2 separate regions of the Macaca mulatta genome follow, and region 1 is linked to region 2. The links are chromatin contacts, called in public Hi-C maps. All regions are on one chromosome and are shown on one strand. Each heading gives the region's core, a stretch centred on a gene start, on an enhancer-like site or on the middle of the called end of the contact. The rest is flanking DNA. Distances are from core to core; before and after follow the strand shown.

What was found. Hi-C and Micro-C count contacts between places; a contact is called where the count stands out from the background.
Region 1: a contact with region 2 is called in a Hi-C map of fetal cortex germinal zone, with 3 times the contacts expected there. The contact joins the enhancer-like site here to the promoter of LOC106999458 in region 2. A contact is called at or near these places in 2 of 14 Hi-C or Micro-C datasets (fetal cortex germinal zone and fetal cortical plate).

Annotation. Positions count from the first base shown.
Region 1 is chr7:139,165,978-139,170,154 of T2T-MMU8v2.0, forward strand. All of the region lies in intron 3 of LOC144330299, which reads right to left. Among named protein-coding and RNA genes, the nearest start is that of CCDC196, 420 kb to the right of the region's middle. Within about 2 kb of position 1,389, at least 3 of the 40 cell types and tissues checked have an H3K27ac peak or open chromatin away from gene starts, as enhancers often do. A contact at or near this core is called in fetal cortex germinal zone, where this site is marked.
Region 2 is chr7:138,523,532-138,527,413 of T2T-MMU8v2.0, forward strand. LOC106999458 reads right to left here and starts at 2,271. Exons shown (of 1, transcript XM_077941216.1): 1 at 1,154-2,271. The coding sequence starts at 1,966. The coding sequence ends at 1,628. It overlaps FUT8 (fucosyltransferase 8), which reads left to right and starts at 1,174. Exons shown (of 11, transcript NM_001266744.2): 1 at 1,174-1,282.

The sequences.
Region 1 (4,177 bases), core at 139-2,638, 640 kb after region 2:
GCCAAAGATGAGACCTTTGTATCTCAAAAAGAATTTTTCAATTGTATATACATACTTAATTCATCTAATGTGTTTAAATCCATGAGTTCCTCATGATATTTGAAAAACAAAACAGACTGGTTGCTTTGTTGGAGGATAAAAAGCACCTACTTATTATCTTGAAAACGGATAAATAAAGGCAAAGAATCAAGCATCTATCCTGTCTTTCTTTTGTGAACTGTGCCACTGGGTAACCAAATCAGAGAGGAGAGAAAGCATCTCTTTGTGGAGGTATTCCAGCTAATACATGAAAAAGGGAATTAGAACATTCCCATTTTGCAACCCCCAGTGAACTGATGGATCTCGGCACTGAACTTCAACAGCTGCTAACATCACAAAAGGGAGACATGCAGACAGTATTTGCCTCCTAACAAAAAACACAACACCATCTATAATCTTGCCAAGGGGATCAGACTTAAGTCTAATCAAGCCTTTGGATCCAGCTACCAATTTGCAGAAAACACAGAGCTCAGAAGAACATATTGAACTGTTTTCTTAAATAAAAAATCAGCAAAATCCAGACTGTGGGAAACTTTACCTTAAACAAAAGAAAACAAAAACAATCTGTAAGAATAAGATGAAGTCTAGGTGGAACTTCTAAGTTAAAAATATTAAAAAGACATAGCAAATTTTTAAAAATAGGCAAAGCTAAATTACAGTGCCTTAGGGATGCACTTTTTGTGAGAAAGCTATAAAGAAATGCAAGGAAGTGGTTGCTATAAGAATCGGGGTAGTCAGTAATTAAGTTAAACTAGAGAAAATTACAGAAACTCTATTTCTTTACAATTGTGTGTGTGGATTGAAAGTCATGCTCACTACATGCCTATTGAGCCATGCTTTTCCTGATCTGCCTTCTTTCAGGACAACGCGTAGGTTTGCATCTCTAGCCCAATGTGTAGCGCGTGCATTAGAAACCACAGGGCCTCACACCACACAGCGTTTCACCTGTGCTGAATGGTTTGCTACTGGGCTAACCCTTTGCCATCCTCCTGCGGGCTAAGGCAATTCCCTGGAATGAGCAGAGCAGCCACTTTATTCCTAGATCTCCTCTCTAAGGTTATGAGAAGATTCAGTGTTTGCTTTTTTCCCCCCTACATCCAGAAAACCAAAAACCAAAAAAAAAAAAAAAAAAACCCCAAAAACCAAAAACAAAAAAACACAAATGCTGGGCCTGCCCAAGATTTTTCCTCACTATCCCTGCAAGAGCCCAGGAGTCCTATCTGGCTGTTTCATGACAAGCCAATTAGGTAAAGATTGTTAATCAGAGTAATGAGGGGAGAAGGGACTGGAGGAAGGGAAGGAGGACAGGAGTGTGGCAGAGGCAGCTGCAGAAGGCAGGATTACCCCTCCCGCTCTGCTCTGATGTTTTATTCAGGCTGTTTGCAAATGAGCCAGCGGAAACAGCATTAACAATAAATGAGATGCATTAGACTGAGAAGGGGCTGGGGAGGGAGATTCGAGGGCCGTTCCTTGCCAGCCAGGCTCACAGGCTCCCTATTGGGTCGACAAAGGTGAGTCTTTCTCAGGCAGCCTTACCTGCTGGCCCACCTGTACTCCGGCTTTCTGAAAAGGTTTATGTCCCATTTAGCAAATAATACTAAGAAGCTCAGAGGGTTTTCTAGCCAGTGAGAGCCAGCCTGAAAGGCCTGTCCAACATACCAACACCTGATGGCTGGAAAATTTTCCTCCCAGCCTCATCACTGAGGTGATCACAACTCAGATGACCCGTGAGGTACTTTTAGGTCCTCCACTTTATTAAAATAATGAATACTTGATTTATGCTTTATAATTAACCAAGCACTTTCCATCATAAAACATTTCTCACAATAACCCTGTCAAGGATTGGGAGTGACCCATTTTATAAATAAACCGAGCAAGGTTATCCAGGGTCTGAAAGTCCTCACTTTCAGAATTCCATTCATTTTTTCCTTTTGGACAATTTCCATGAGATCAAATCTCCCCACCTACCCATTTACCCAGACTTGTATAGCTCCTTCTTTTCATTCAACAAAAATGTAGCAAATATCATAGGGGCTGAGCTAGGCCTCCGGAGCATAGGAAATCCCAGTGGCCAAAACATCCAGTTTGATTCTATAGGCTATGAAGCTGCCAGTTTTCCTCCGATGTGGATTCTGATTCTACTACAATTGGTGCTTCCCAATTTAAAAATGATGGCAGTCGTCATTGATGAAGCACATACTAAGGGCTAAGCTCTGCGGTAAACAACCTACAAATGCGATTTCACTTAAGCCTTTGAGTCTATGTCCCTTAACCCCAGACAGAGCTCGTGGTCGGAAACCATATGCTGCCAACACAATACTTTTTCCTTTTTTTTTTTTTTTTCTTGAGATGGAGTTTCGGTCTTGTCCTCCAGGCTGGAGTATAGTGGCGCGATCTCGGCTCACTGCAACCTCTGCCTCCGGGGTTCAAGGGATTCTCTTGCCTCAGCCTCCCTAGTAGCTGGGATTACAGGCACCTGCCACCATGCCCGGCTAATTTCTTTTGTATTTTTAGTAGAGACAGGGTTTCACCAGGTTGGCCAGGCTGGTCTCAAACTCCCTACCTCAGGTGATCCACCCTCCTTGGCCTCCCAAAGTGCTGGGATTACAGGTGTGAGCCACTGCGCCCGGCCAACACTTTTTATAATAAAGGGAGCAAGCTTTCGTTTTCCCTGTTGAATCCCACCCTTTCACAACCTTAGTGAAACTACTCCCGGTAGTGGGACATGTTCCAGTTGTCTGACTTGGCAGCATGATTCCTCCAGGTCAGCTCTTCCACTGTATTTCTTCCTCATACCCATCAGCATCATGGGCAAGGCTCTCTCCAGCAAACGGTGGTTAAAGAAGGCCAAGTTTCCTTTCGTAGCTTAGACAAAATAAACCTCTGGCATATAAATGTTGGATTCCTGTTGGTCAGGCCAATGAGACCCAAGAAGACTTAGAGTGATATTCCCTGGCACCCGTCTCTCTCGAAGGTCTCCCCAAATATCCCCAATATCCCAGGAAGGCATAAAGGAAGGAAAAGATGTCTATCGGAGAGAAGCAGAGCTCCAGAAGACAACTGTTTACCTAGTGTTGCTTTTCAGCGTAGGGACCTCAGTGTGGCAGCAGTATCCTCATCACCATTGGAGTTTGAGAGGCACTGAGTTAGAATACATGGGGAGAGAGTACAGTGTCGTGCTGTGGTTCTCAAGGTATGGGCCCCAGAGACCAGCAGCATCGGCATTACCAGGGTACTTTGAAAAGGCAAATGTTTGAGCCCCACCCCAGGCCAACTGAATCAGAAGCTCTAGGGGTGGGCCTCACCATCTGTGGTTAATAAGCCCTCCAGCTGATTCTGATGCATGGTAAAGTATGAAAAGCCCTGGTATAAACAATTACTTTTCCAAGCCCTGGCTCCCCGACTTCCAACTCATCCCTTAGGCTGCAATCTTGGCTGACATTTGGGGGAATGGAAGGAAGGCCTTGTATGCTTGGTTTTCCCCCTTCCATTTGATTTCCCTGGGGACGGTTCTTAAAACTCAAGCTTCTGAACAAAAAGTCTCTCTTGCTTGTAATTTAATCCTTCATTTGCATTGCCAACAATTAATGGGAAGAAAGAAGTTCCAGGACACCAACTGGCTTTTAAGTACTATATTGTATATGATCAGAAGCAGGCCTGGGAATGGAAGACTCAGGTTTCCCAGCCCAAGAATAAACAAGGGCATGAAGCCACGAGGAAGCGGGGCTTTGGTGGGGCTCTCCCAGGTCACAGGCTGGGGGTGTGGGTGGGCATGTACACAACACTGGCACAAGATGGAGCCAAAAGGGGAGAGTATCTACACAGACAGAAGAGGCAAGAACATGTGGATACCCTCCTACTCTGCAAAATCAGAGAATTGTCAGCTGTCAGACAACAACACAGTCCACCTCCCACTCTGATCAGTACCACGCGTACATCTCTCTAGACTGAGGACCTGCATTTCTTCAGTTTGTGGTGGTGCCCTCATCACCCGCTGATATTAAAAGAAAGAGCACAATAGTGTCCATCCATTCATTCAACAAGTCTTTGCTGAGATAGGCCTAGATGCCAGACACAATGGCAGGTGCACAAAGACACAACTCCCAACTTCAAGGAGTGTACATGCTAGTGGAGGAGA
Region 2 (3,882 bases), core at 1,021-3,520:
ACAGTGTAAACTATCATGATTATTAACCAACTATAAATAGTTCTTTTCTTTTTTTAAATTTTATTTTTAATTTTAGAGATAAGGGTCTTGCTATGTTGCCCAGGCTGGAGGGCAGTGGCTACTGACAGGCATGATGTGGCACTGCAGCCTGGAACTCTTGGGCTTAAGTGATCCTTCCTGCTGCTTCTATCTTAGAAAAAAAAAAAGTTACGCTTGCTTGTTAAAATATTTTTAAAATGCTGTGTTTAAACTAAAACGTAAATATCCGCCCCACCTCTGACTTCTAAAAATTATCTAGAGTATGACTGATAAGATTTTTACCTTTAATCCCACATAAGCCTAACATTTGTGTTCATTTCCAACAACCAAAGTGTGTCACTTTTATACCAGAATTTTGTCCTGCTTGTACGCTTACTACAGACCTCTCATGGGAGAGAGCATCCATGCATTTATAAATTGTTATTGAATAATTTTATTGAATGATGACACCCAAACTGAGCTAGAACATCTTTTGTGATCTTGGATAAGTCACTCTACTTTCCTTTCAATTTTCTTTTCTCACAGGGAGATAAAAATCATAAAAACGACTGTAAAGTACAGCACTTCATAGAGTGCTTTTTGTTTAAAGAGCTGACAATAAATACGAGTCACAAGGTCTAGCAAAACCTCCCTCAGAACCCGAGCTGCTTGAGGACAAGGGATTTTCTTGTTCGGAATCAGCAGTACCTTATTTGTGTATCTGTGATAGAGTTCCTGGCACATAAGAAGATAGAGTTCCTGGTACATATTCTCAATAAATATGTGAATTTATTGACTATTAGGCAGATTGCAATCTTGACAGGCCACTGCCTCTTAAATCTCTTTTCCGTGATCTTTTAATATTTAACATCTAAAAGGCCGCCGCTACTTGTTTTGGGATAAGTGTCCCCAGTATGTACTTTAAAATGCCCAAGCCTTGAGAAATGATTCTTGTCTTCAGGGCACCATTTCGCTTTCCCACCGTAAAGCGCCCCAGGCTTGGGATCTGGGTCCCAAGGCTACAGGGAAGAGTTTGGAACGGGAAGCTCATCTTCCGGCCCTCTGATTGGCCGGCTCGCACTCCACTCACGCGGCGCGCGGCTCTGATTGGCCTCGGCGGCACCCCTCGGCCCGCGACTACTTTGTGTGCTGGGGCGGCGCGCTCAGGTCCTCCCGCTCAGCTGGCGGTCTGGGCTGCTCTGAGGCAGCCCTTCGGCCCACTGCTCTGCATCGCGGGCGACGGGAATTTTCCGAGTCCGAGCGGGTAGGACACATCCTAGGGCAAAGCCTCTCCCCTCGCTGTTCTCTTTCCCGTACTGAATAAACTTCCGCCTCAGAGGGGCTGTCGCAGCCGCGGGTCGGGAGAGGCCGGGCATCGAACTCAGGCCCTCGTGGGGGGGCGGTCTTTCTCTTAGAGTGAATGTGGAAACAGCTCTCACAAGATAAAGTAGGGCTTCGCTGAGTCTCCTGGGGGAGCGATGCCATTGTAGGATCGCGCTGGAAGCTGCAGCCAAGCGGCCAAACGCGGGCTGCAGGAGCTGAGCAGCAGCAGCTCCCACCCCTAAAAGTAGCAAGGAGCCAGCTTCAAAACCTCTAGTGCGGGTGCCCCCTAGGGCAGCCGACTGAGCTGGTACGGGCCGGTCCGTTCCCAGCGCTGTAGGGAGCACGGCATTCTCAGGAGGCGGCTCTCCTCCCGGGATCCGGGATCCGCTCGCGCCCCGCTCAGCCTCCGGCCTTCAGGCGGTAGAGGGCGGCCTACGCCTATGTGCGAGCCGGCGCCCGCGTGCGCAGCCGCTGCCCTGCTGGAACTGTGCCGTCCCGCTGTGGCCCGCGGCTCTGCTAGGCGGTGGATGCTGCTGCTACGCTCTCCACGGGTGCAGCGAGGAAGGGGGCGGGGAGAAGCCCTGGCACATGCCAGGGTCGCCGTAGGTGGCAGCGGCCGGCGCATGCGCGCCCTCTCCCAGAAGCCAGGAACGCCGAGGGGCGCGCGCCCCCATTCGCGCGCGCACGCCGGCGCTGGCCGAGGCTTCCCCGCCTGCGCTCCTTGTCAGAGCCTCTCCGGCGCGTGCGCGCGTTATCTCCGGCCGACCGGAGGAGCCGGTTCCCTCCGCTCCAGGCCCCCTCCCCATCCCGCCCCCTCCTCCCGGCCCCAGTCGACCCGTCCCTTCGTCTCCCCGCGGAATGGGGCCGGCACTATTTGGGGTCGCGCGCCCTAGACCCAGCTCGCTCTCGGTCTCGCGCTGTCAGCGACTGCCCGGCTCGCGCCGCCTCGCGCTCTGCCTCAGTCAGTGGCGCCGAAGGCTCCGTTAAGCGGCGGCGGCGGTTCCTGTTTCCGTTTCTTCCTCTCCGTTCAGTCGGGAGTAGCATCCTCCACCCAGCCACCCTTCCCACTCCCCCAGCGTGGGGCAGCTGCAGCTGAGGGCTGTGGCTTTGGCAGCTGCGACGGGGAACGGCGAAGACCGCCTCTGCTCCCGCCTCGGGTAAGGGGGCGTTTTGGGAGCCGGGCCCCGCGCGCCTCGGGGTCTTGGGCTGGGCTGCGCGCGGGATCTGAGGAGGCTCCGCGGCTGTCCCTGCTCGTTTCCCCAGGCGACCCCCGGGCCTGTTGCTGCAACTGCTGCCGGTTAACCAGCAGCTCTCGGAAAAGTGGGGAGGGAGCCCCCGGGACGCTCTGGCGGATGCCTTGGCGCAGCCCCGGGGGCGCAGGCAGAGGGTGAGGGGCGCTTGCCTCTCCAGCCGGGACTCGGAGCTGCGGCGCCGCTGCCCTCGGCGTCGCGCATCCTTGCCTAGGGCAGGGGCCAAAACCTAGAGGAGGAGAATGGATGGGGGCGGGGGTGGGAGGTGTTCGTCGTCTCCCCTCCACACCTGTCTTACCTTCGCCAGCAGCTCGGTCCCTGGAGTCGCGGTCTGTGGGGAGGAAGATGCCCGTGCGTTATGGGCTCTCTCTGAGTGCTGCTTGGGCTAGAAAGCAGGGAGTGGACCCGCACAAAGATCCGCGAGGGACCGTGCTGGGCAGTTAAAGGCTTGAGTGCAGCTGTACTCCCTTTTGATGTGCAAATGACGAGCTGGCGGCTTTTGAGTGTCTCAACTTATTTGGGAAGGTTAAATGAGTCCATATTTATCCGTTTTCGGAGGTTTGTCCTGCAAGATTGAGTGGGTTGTCGGGTGCAGCACCTGTTCTTTCTTCACAGTGGGGATTGCAATCTTCAGAGACGCAGTGTATTTAAGTTAAGTGGCAGTGTCATGCTTAGGGTTTGTCCCTGATGAGCTTTTATTTTAGCGTTTTGCGGTATAATATAGATTGAGGCCTTGGTTAAAGGCACGGAGAGGTGGTGGTTTTTTCCTTCCTGTGTTTGAATTATTTACAGTTTATTTAAACCCACTCAGGAAGGTGGACCCAAGAAAAGCCAAATTCTCCAGTAGATAATCCCCAATTTCAAGGTTTTGCGGAACAAATTCAACACAACTTTTGTGTCAGTTTAGAGTTAAACGCATCTGAAGTAACTGACTTAACTGACTTGCCTCTGAAAACTGTTGGCAGGTTTCATTATAGTTTTTTTTTTCTTGTTATTCCTGCGGTTAGGTGAATATTTATTTTCTTGATTAAATTTACATTCCATGTTTTATGGCTAATTCATTAAATAGGTGCATCATATATAAAGTATTTTAGGAGAGAAATTACTATTTAACCACTACAGTATATCAGATATATAAGAAATAATGGAGTTGTAGTCTCTGCTCTTTAAAATAGCTGTAAAAACATCTTAAAACCCTATGCCAAATAATAAGGCCCTGTACATTGCTGTCCTTGTGAAATCTGCTATGTGTATAGAAAATCTTAATAACTTGATTTATAAATACTACAGT